2 separate regions of the Macaca mulatta genome follow, and region 1 is linked to region 2. A link is a contact called in public Hi-C data. All regions are on one chromosome and are shown on one strand. Each heading gives the region's core, a stretch centred on a gene start, on an enhancer-like site or on the middle of the called end of the contact. The rest is flanking DNA. Distances are from core to core; before and after follow the strand shown.

The links. A called contact is a pair of places that touch in the nucleus more often than the background predicts.
Region 1: a Hi-C map of cortical neurons shows a contact between it and region 2, with 4 times the contacts expected there. The contact joins the promoter of B3GNT8 here to the promoter of B9D2 in region 2. A contact is called at or near these places in 2 of 14 Hi-C or Micro-C datasets (blood and cortical neurons).

The regions. Positions count from the first base shown.
Region 1 is chr19:52,576,437-52,580,861 of T2T-MMU8v2.0, forward strand. B3GNT8 (UDP-GlcNAc:betaGal beta-1,3-N-acetylglucosaminyltransferase 8) reads right to left here and starts at 2,033. Exons shown (of 3, transcript XM_015124102.3): 1 at 1,900-2,033; 2 at 600-874; 3 at 1-126. The coding sequence starts at 94.
Region 2 is chr19:52,507,179-52,511,762 of T2T-MMU8v2.0, forward strand. It overlaps B9D2 (B9 domain containing 2), which reads right to left and starts at 2,701. Exons shown (of 4, transcript NM_001261075.1): 1 at 2,488-2,701; 2 at 1,982-2,073. The coding sequence starts at 2,069.

The DNA of each region.
Region 1 (4,425 bases), core at 783-3,282, 69 kb after region 2:
TGAGCCAGGACTCGGATGTCCACTCGATGTACACTTTGAGGCCCAGGAGTGTGAGCAGTGCTGACAGGCAGAGAAGGCACTTGGGGCAGCGCATGACCTGGCCCAGGGAAGGGGCGGCCGCGGGAGCTACAAGGGAGCCACAGGGGAGCCACGGAGGCCATTGGGGTGTGGGGATGGGCCTCCAGAGAGGGCCCAGCCAGGGCCCAGGCAGACAGCTTCACAATCTCCCATAGTCCCTGCCAACCCCCGTAACAGCTTCTCTCAGTCCCAGATCCTAAACAGCTCCCCTGACCCAGGGACCCCGTTGGTCCTTATTCCTAGACCTAGGAATCCCCCATTCCAATCCCATTCCAGCACCCTGTTCTTCCCACTCCGTCCAAATGTTTCCACCTTCCTAAGAGCCCAAGGGTCTACCTCTTCCCTGTCTCCATCCAGGACAAGGGACCCTGCCGTCTATCTCCTCCCTCTCCCTCCATTTATCGCCCTCACCAGGAAATCAGGAGCACGATTCCTAGCTCCCTGGGGTTAGAAACCCAGCGTGCCTCCCGCAACATCCCCACCCCAGGGACAGGGGAACCAGGGATCCCACGCCTTTTTACCTCTGGGTCTGGCTCCCACCAGCTCCGGGTGCTGGCCTCAGGTCAGGCCTCAGCTCCCTCTGATCTGCCTGCCCCAGCCCCTGCGTTGTCGACCGGCCAGGCCCAGCCCTGCCCAGCCAGTCCAGAGGGGCGGGGAGGGGAGCGGAGCGGGAGCAGGGAGGGCCCCAGGGGCCGGGGCGGGGCTGAGGCAGAAGGGAGGGAGGGAGGGAGGAGGGCAGGAGGCCGACCTGAGAGATGGAGCTCTGGCGTGTTAGGGCTGGTTTCTGGTAAGACAGCTGGGAAGGGTGCAGGGGGCAGCCACAGAAACAAGACGGGGGCGTTGCGAGGCCTAGGAGGGGAGAACCAGGGCCTGGGGAGGGAGGGGGTACCAGGGAGGGTGAGACTGAGGGCTGGGCCTGGGCTGGGGAGTGTCAGAGTGACCAGGGTGAGGCAGGGTCCCACTGAGGCAGAGATGGGGAGGCTGAGAGGCTGGCACCCGGCGGCGCCCATGGCCAGGAGGCGGCAGTGAATGTGCTGAGTGGGAAGGGATCGGCGGGCCCGCCAGAGAGAGGGATGTTTGTTGTGGCTGCCCAGTCAGGGTGGAGGGGGAAGGGGCTGGTGAGGAGGAGGAGAGACAGAGACATTGTGGAGAGGGAAGGGACGGCCCGGGAGCAGAGAGAGGAGAACTGGGGTGAGACAGGCGATGGAGAGAGCTGAGGGGGAGAGAGAGAAGACAGGAAAAGTGGGAAGGTGGCCAGGAGGGAGAGGGGGAGGGAAATGGAGATCCGAGAAAGATAAGGGGTTGCGGAAGCCCTGTGGGGTGCTCACGGGGGAAAGAGAGTTTGAGAGAGGCAGGTGGAGGGCAGAGGGGAGGGACTCAGGCTTCTGAGCCAGACCTGGGGAGTGAGTGGCGGAGAGGGAGCCAAGGGGAAGAACAGGAGAGGAAAAGACTGGAGCTTCAAGGGCAATAGAGGGTGACAGGGTGGGGCCCACAGGGAACCCCGGGAGCTAAGCTGACCCCCTGTACCTCCTCCACCCGGGCTGCCTGCCAGCAGGGTGGGAATCCGTTCCTACCTTACCCCCAACCTCCAGCCCTGGAGCCAGCCTCGCCCTGGGCCCCGCCCCTCCCCCAGGGGCGCTGTGACTCTGGGAACACTCACATCCAGCTCCCTGGGGCAGGAGAGGGTGTCTGCCTGTGTTTGCATCCCTGCCCTCCAGAGGTCCCTGCTGTTGGTACTGCATCAGCTCTCTAAAGACCTCCCAAGACATGGGGTGGGACTAAGGGGCTCCCACTAAGCCTGGGCTGACCCCTTCACTCCACCCTTGTTTGGGGGCAGGCCTGTCCCCATCATGGCAGGAACCCAGTCTGTCAGCAGCAGCAGTTGATCTGTCCAGCCCTGATTTCCTCCCCCCAAGTTTGAATAATGGAGCCTGTGGGAACAGCTGGAGGAAGAGAGTGGGGAGGAAGTGGTGAATGTTAATGGAATAATAGCTGGAGTGGGAAATGACAGCTAGGGGCTGGGGGCAGGAGCCCGAGCACCTCCTGAGGGAGTCTGCAAGTTCACTCTACCCTGGGGCTGGGAGAGAGGGACTCCAGACCCCTGGGCTCATCTAGCTTCTGGGGGCAGGGGGCGCTGCTCTTCCTGGAAGCATTAGGAAGCTTCGGAGGGGCCGGGTGCAGTGGCTCAAGCCTGTAATCCCAGCACTTTGGGAGGCTGAGACGGGCGGATCACGAGGTCAGGAGATCGAGACCATCCTGGCTGACACGGTGAAACCCCGTCTCTACTTTAAAAATACAAAAAACTAGCCGGGCGAGGTGGCGGCGCCTGTAGTCCCAGCTACTTGGGAGGCTGAGGCAGGAGAATTGCGTGAACCCGGGAGGCAGAGCTTGCAGTGAGCTGAGATCTGGCCACTGCACTCCAGCCTGGGCGGCAGAGCGAGACTCCGTCTCAAAAAAAAAAAAAAAAGGAAGCTTCGGAGGGTGCCTTTCTTTTTGCCTTTGCCATGTGCCTCAGCCTGGGTCCAATAAGGAGAGAGAAACCACACAGGAATGGGAATAGGGAAAGTTCAATATACAGAATGATTAACTCTACCATGGGATTGGCCAGTAAGGGGTGCCTTCTTGGGGAACATGGTTGGAGGGTGGACATGCTGGTGGAACATGATCATTCCAATCCAACACTTCCATCTCCCCAAGCCTTGGGACTCCCCTCATCCATCTTACGCTAGGGCAGTTCTGGTCTCTCTGCCTCATTAACTTTAGGCCACTGTTGGATCCAAGTTCCGGTTAGGTACCCAAGCAAGCTATTAGAACCACGTCCAGCTGCACAAGGTAACCCATGAAATCCAGAAGCTCTGGAAAGCGCACTGATGCCAGTAAATTTGGCCTGAGCTAGTGTTACATCCACCCTCATTGGTGTCACATGCTTAAAATCCACTTCTGCATGCATTCCCCAAGTTTCTGACTCTGTATATTTGCGAAGCCTTGTCATTCTCATCGTGTAAAAGCTGGCACCTGTCTACCTGGAGCAAGCCGATTTGACCCTAGGTATTTATGGGTCTAGAGGCAGCAAGGGGCGCTTGTGGTGAGTCTTAAGAAGAAAGGGGTGTATCCGTTATTTCTGTGTAAGAGCTGGCCATGAGAAAAAAAACTGGGGTGGGACAGTGGCTCACCCCTATAATCCCAGTACTCTGGGAGGCCAAGAGGGGAGGATCACTTGAGCCCAGGAGTTTGAGACCAGCCTGGGCAACATAGTGAGATCTTATCTCTAATTAAGAAAAAAAAAAAAAAGAATGGACAACCACTTTCAAGGTGTCTGCCCCTGGTGAGGTCATCACAAGATTTCTTTTTTTTTTTTTTTGAGACGGAGTCTCACTCTGTCACCCAGGCTGGAGTGCAGTGGTGTGATCTCCGCTCACTGCAAGCTCTGCCTCCCAGATTCACACCATTCTCCTGCCTCAGCCTCCCGAGTGGCTGGGACTACAGGCGCCTACCACCACGCCCGGCTAATTTTTTTGTATTTTTAGAAGAGATGGGGTTTCATCATGTTAGCCAGGATGGTCTTGATCTCCTGACCTCATGATCTGCCCGCCTTGGCCTCTCCAAGTGCTGGGATTACAGGCATGAGCCACCGCACCCGGCCTCTTTTTTTTTTTTGGCCTCTTTTTTTTTTTTTTTTTTTTTTTGAGACGGAGTCTCGCTCTGCCGCCCAGGCTGGAGTGCAGTGGCGCGATCTCGGCTCACTGCAAGCTCCGCCTCCCGGGTTCACGCCATTCTCCTGCCTCAGCCTCCTGAGTAGCTGGGACTACAGGTGCCCGCCACCGCGCCCGGCTAATTTTTTTTTTTTGTATTTTTAGTAGAGACGGGGTTTCACCGTGGTCTCGATCTCCTGACCTTGTGATCCGCCCGCCTCGGCCTCCCAAAGTGCTGGGATTACAGGCGTGAGCCACCGCGCCCGGCCCCTTTTTTTTTTTTGAGATAGAGTCTTGCACTATTGCCCAGGCTGGTGTGCAGTGGTGTGATCTCAGCTCACTGCAACCTCTCTGCCTCCTGGGTTTAAGTAATCCTCCTACTCGGGAGTGTTCAGCCTCCCAAGTAACTAGGATTACAGGCACCCGCCACCACGCCTAGCTAATTTTTTTGTATTTTTAGTAGAGATGGGGTTTTACTATGTTGGCCAGGCTGGTTTTGAACTTCTGACCTCATGATCCACCTTCCTTGGCCTCCTGAAGTGCTGGGATTACAGGCGTGAGCCCCTGCGCCGGGTCACATCACAGAGTTTCTAAGCAAAGGAAGGCTGGTAGGTTCCTCAGACACTGATAAGTCACTCGCTTGAAGTGACTTGGG
Region 2 (4,584 bases), core at 1,451-3,950:
TCCAACTGCCTCAGTATTCTTGGCTGGGTCAACACCCCCAGCAACTCCCTGAAGTAATAAAAATCAGGTTAGTCATTACTCCCTTCTGGGCTGAGTGAGGGAAGCACCAGGCCCTCAGTCAGGCTGCTTAAAAGCAAGATTTCCCAACAGCCCTATGAAGAACAGATGAGGAAACTGAGGTTCTAAGAGGGGATGGCATCTGCCCAGGGTCACAGAGAAGGTGAGTGGTGGCGTGGAACCTGGAAACCAAGTCTGACTCCAGAGTCTGCCTCTCTTCCATCAACTGGAGGGTCCTGATTTCCTGGGAATCTCAACTTCTACCTCACTTACCTGTAGAATCAAAAAGGACCAGAGGCCAGGGGCAGTGGCTCACACCTGTACTCCCAGCACTTTGGGAGATCTAGGCGGGCGGATCACTTAAGGCCAGGAGTTCGAGACCAGCCTGGCCAACATGATGAAACACCATCTCTACTAAAAATACAAAAATTAGCTGGGTGTGGTGGTGGACGCCTGTAATCCCAGCTACTCGGGAGGCTGAGGCAGGAGAATCACTTGAACCCAGGAGGCAGAGATTGCAGTAAGCCGAGATTGTGCCACTGCACTCCAGCCTGGCGACAGAGTGAGACTCTGTCTCAAAAAAAAAAAAACGGCCAGGCGCGGTGGCTCACGCCTGTACTCCCAGCACTTTGGGAGGCCGAGACAGGTGGATCACGAGATCAGAAGATCGAGACTATCCTGGCTAACACAGTGAAATCCTGTCTACTAAAAATACAAAAAAAACTAGCCGGGCATGGTGGCGGGTGCCTATAGTCCCAGCTACATGGGAGCCTGAGGCAGGAGAATGGCGTGAACCTGGGAGGTAGAGCTTGAAGTGAGCCAAGATTGCGCCACTGCACTCCAGTCTGGGCAACAGAGAGAGACTCCATCTCAAAAAAAAAAAAAAGGGACTAAGACTCAGGCCTGAAGACATGATAATGCCAAATGGCCACATCTGTTTCATGGACATTTATCTGTGCCAGGCAACCACATACCCCAGGCTTTACAAACAAGACCCCATCAAAGTCTTGTATGAGCCAGGCAAACACTGAATGGGCACTTCATATTCCAGCCCTATTCCTATTCTAAGTGCTGTTGATATTTGTTTAGTACTCATGACAACTTCAACAGGTAAATATTTCTATTACTCTCATTGTACAAACAGAGAAGTCGAGGTGAAGAGAAGTGCCCAAGGTCACATAATCAGCCCAAGAGTGCATTAACAAGCAATAACTAGTTTTGAACCCAGGCAGTCTGTGCTCTTAACCTCAAACCTGTGCTGCTTCTTGGCTGCTATTAGCTTCACTTTCAGACAAGGAAACTGAGGCTCAGAGAGGTCAAGTCCAAAGGTCTCCAATTAATAGAAGGGAGAGTTAGTATTTAAATCCAGATCTGGCAGCCCATGGCCCTAACCATTACACTATACCATGACTCTACAGGGCCTCAGTTGGGGAAGCATGAACAAAATTACTTTCCTGGGATGTGGTGGCTCATGTTTTTAATCCAAGCACTTTGAGAGGCTGAAGCGGATGGACTGCTTGAGCCCAGGAGTTTGAGACCAGCCTGGGCAACATAGCGAGACCCTGTCTCTACAAAAAGTTTAAAAATTAGCCACACTTGGTGGTGCGTGCCTGTAGGCCCAGCTTCTCAGGAGGCTGAGGTGGGAGGATCACTAGAGCCCAAGAGTTCGAGGCTGCAGTGAGCTATGATCACACCACCTTACTCCAGCCTGGGCGACAGAGAGAGACCCTGTCCGTAGCCCCTGCACAAACGAAAAAACAGATGGGAGCTTGAGACTCACGTGGACAGGGTGTGGGCTAAGCCTGGAGTACAGAGAGCTGATGGAAGATGAGGTTAAGGCGCTGCGTTAACAGGTCGAGGAAGGAGCATGCAGCCTCTAGGCTAGGGGTCTTGGTGTGGAAATTAACCAGGCCTGGGGGAATACCTGTGTGAATGCCCCACTTGCAGAACAGGCTACTTTCCGAGAAACCGCTGGCCCCCATGATCTGCCCGATCACGTGCACCTCAGCCATGGCCCTGGGATGGGAAAAAATATAATCACAACCCTGTGAGGTAAGTATATTATCTCCATTTGACAGGAGGGGAAACTGAGGCCCAGCAAGTAAAGGGTAGTACTAGGATTCCAAGCTAGCTTCCTCACACCCCTGAGGCTGAGGTCTTGACCACAGATCCTAATTGCCAACCCATGAAAGCCTGGAAAAAATGGGGGGACCCTTGTCTGGGGGGAACCAGCATTTAACTCTGCGAGGTCTAAAATACCTTCTTTGGGTTCAGGTCAGCGGAAAGCCCCGCCCACGAGCGAAAAGACCCGCCTTCCGCGTCATGTCAGCCACCCCGCTTCCCTCACCCAGCAAGCTCTATAAGGCGCATGCGTTGAGTTCCGGGCCGACTTAGCCACGCCTCCAAGCGCAGCGCATGCGTTATTCCTACCTTAGCGCACTTAACGGTTAGGAGGGGCGAAAGCGGCAACGGGGGTTGTAGTTCATGGGGTTGAGTTGACTCGTTTTTTTCTCCGCGGGCGCCTACCAGGCCTGGCTCGCGCCTTTCCCAGGACCTTCCCGGCTGCGAGAAATGGAATCCGCGATATTCCGCGTCCGCGCTCGCCTTGGGTTCCGTGGTTGTTGCTGGAGCAACAGCAGGCTCCTCCCCTGGCTTTGTACTCGCCCTCCGCGCCACTGATTGGTGTTAGCCGTCCCCGGGAGGCGGGGTGAAACTGTGATGGACATTTTCCTCCTCTCGCTCCATTTTGGGAAAATAGCGTCTCTCCAGCTACGGCAAAGGGTTCCGCCATTTTGGCCGTGGCTAGGAAGCTGCCATGTTGAGTGTGGCTGAGGAAGTTTGAGTGCAGTTTCTCCCAGATGTCCTCTTTACCAAAAAAAGCAAATCCGTAACTGCTCCGTGCTGCGTGAGGACCCCACCGAAGAGCTCTCTATGGTCCGGGATCACAAATCAGAGACTGAACTATGACCAAGGAGGAATTCCTTCCAGGACCTCATGTACATCCCCTACCTCATAACTGGAAAACAAAGCAAAAAAAATCACTCCTCATTCACAGAGAGTGGAGAAATTGGGGAGTGGGTTCTGCTTCCGTTTTAGAGTTCCCCTAGGTTTTTCAAGGACAAGGAAGGAAGTTGGACTTACCCAACTTCTACCAAGCTACTACCAAGTTCACTGTTAAACTGCTTGAGTCTGAGCAAGGAACCGTTGGGGTAGCGAAGAGAAATGAGGAACTGGGATCCCCTTATTTGCAGAAAATCCTCTTTTCTATTGATTGATTTCTCAATCAAGAAATGGAGATGTCCCTGGATGCCATCATAGATGCCATCATTTCCCACATCAAGCCAGTCATCAGGTCCCATCAAGACTCCATAAAAGGGTCGCACTGTGTAACCCAGGCTGGAGTACGGTGGCTTGATCACAGCTCACTGCAGCCTCTGAACTCCTGGGTTCAAGGGATCCTCCTACCTCAGCCTCCCATGTAGCTGGCATCACACACATGCGCCACCACGGCTGGCTAATTCTTTTTTTTTTTTTTTTTAAGAGATGGAGTCCTGCTGTGTTGCTGTGTTGCCCAGCCTTTGTCTTGACCTCCTGGGCTCTAGCTAGCCTCCCAGTTTGCTCTCCCATACTGCCGGGATTACAGACCTGAGCCACCCAGCCAGGCCAATAGACACGAGTATTTAAAAGCCACCCTTGGCTAGGCTCATGACTGTAATCCCAGCCCTTTGGAAGGCTGAGGCGGGAAGAGCTGTTGAGGCCAGAAGGTCGAGTATAGTGAGACCCCCATCTCTACAAAAATAACAAAATAATGCATATATCAACTAGTGAAATATTCCAGTGAATTGTTTAATATAAATGTTATCCTACTGAAATGTTGCCCCCTCCTTATAATTTTGGATTTTTGTTAGTTTTTTTTTTTCTTTTTTTTGAGATGGAACCTCGCCTTGTCGCCCAGGCTGGAGTGCAGTGGCGCGATCTCAGCTTACTGCAACCTCTGCCTCCCAGTTCAAGCAATTTTCCTGCCTCAGCCTTCCAAGTAGCTGGGACTACAGGCGCACACCACCACACCCAGCTAATTTTGTATTTTTAGTAGAGATGGGTTTTTTATATCTTTCTGGATGCTGTGTGGGTGAGGAAGACAGCTCTAACCTTTCAGCTCTTGGGGCCTCTGGTCCCCTAGTGGTGGCATCAGCCTTGCTCTCTCTTTTCTCAAGCCCTCATTTTGTCCATCAGGAAATCTTAACTGTCTCTACTTTTGAAATGCACCCTAAAATCCACTTCTCACCTCTTTGTCGCCCAACACCTTCATCTGTCCAAGTTCATCTATCACCTGGACTATGACAGGGACCTTGTCTCTGGGGTCTCCTTTCCCAACCCTCCTAGTCTGCAGCCCACATGCATCTGGAACCCTGTGAACACCTAAGTCAGGTCCCATCTGCTCAAACCCCTCTAGTGGTCCCCATTTCACTCAGGGTAAAAGCCAAAGTCTTACCATGCATGACAAGGCTCTCCACAACCTGGCTGGCA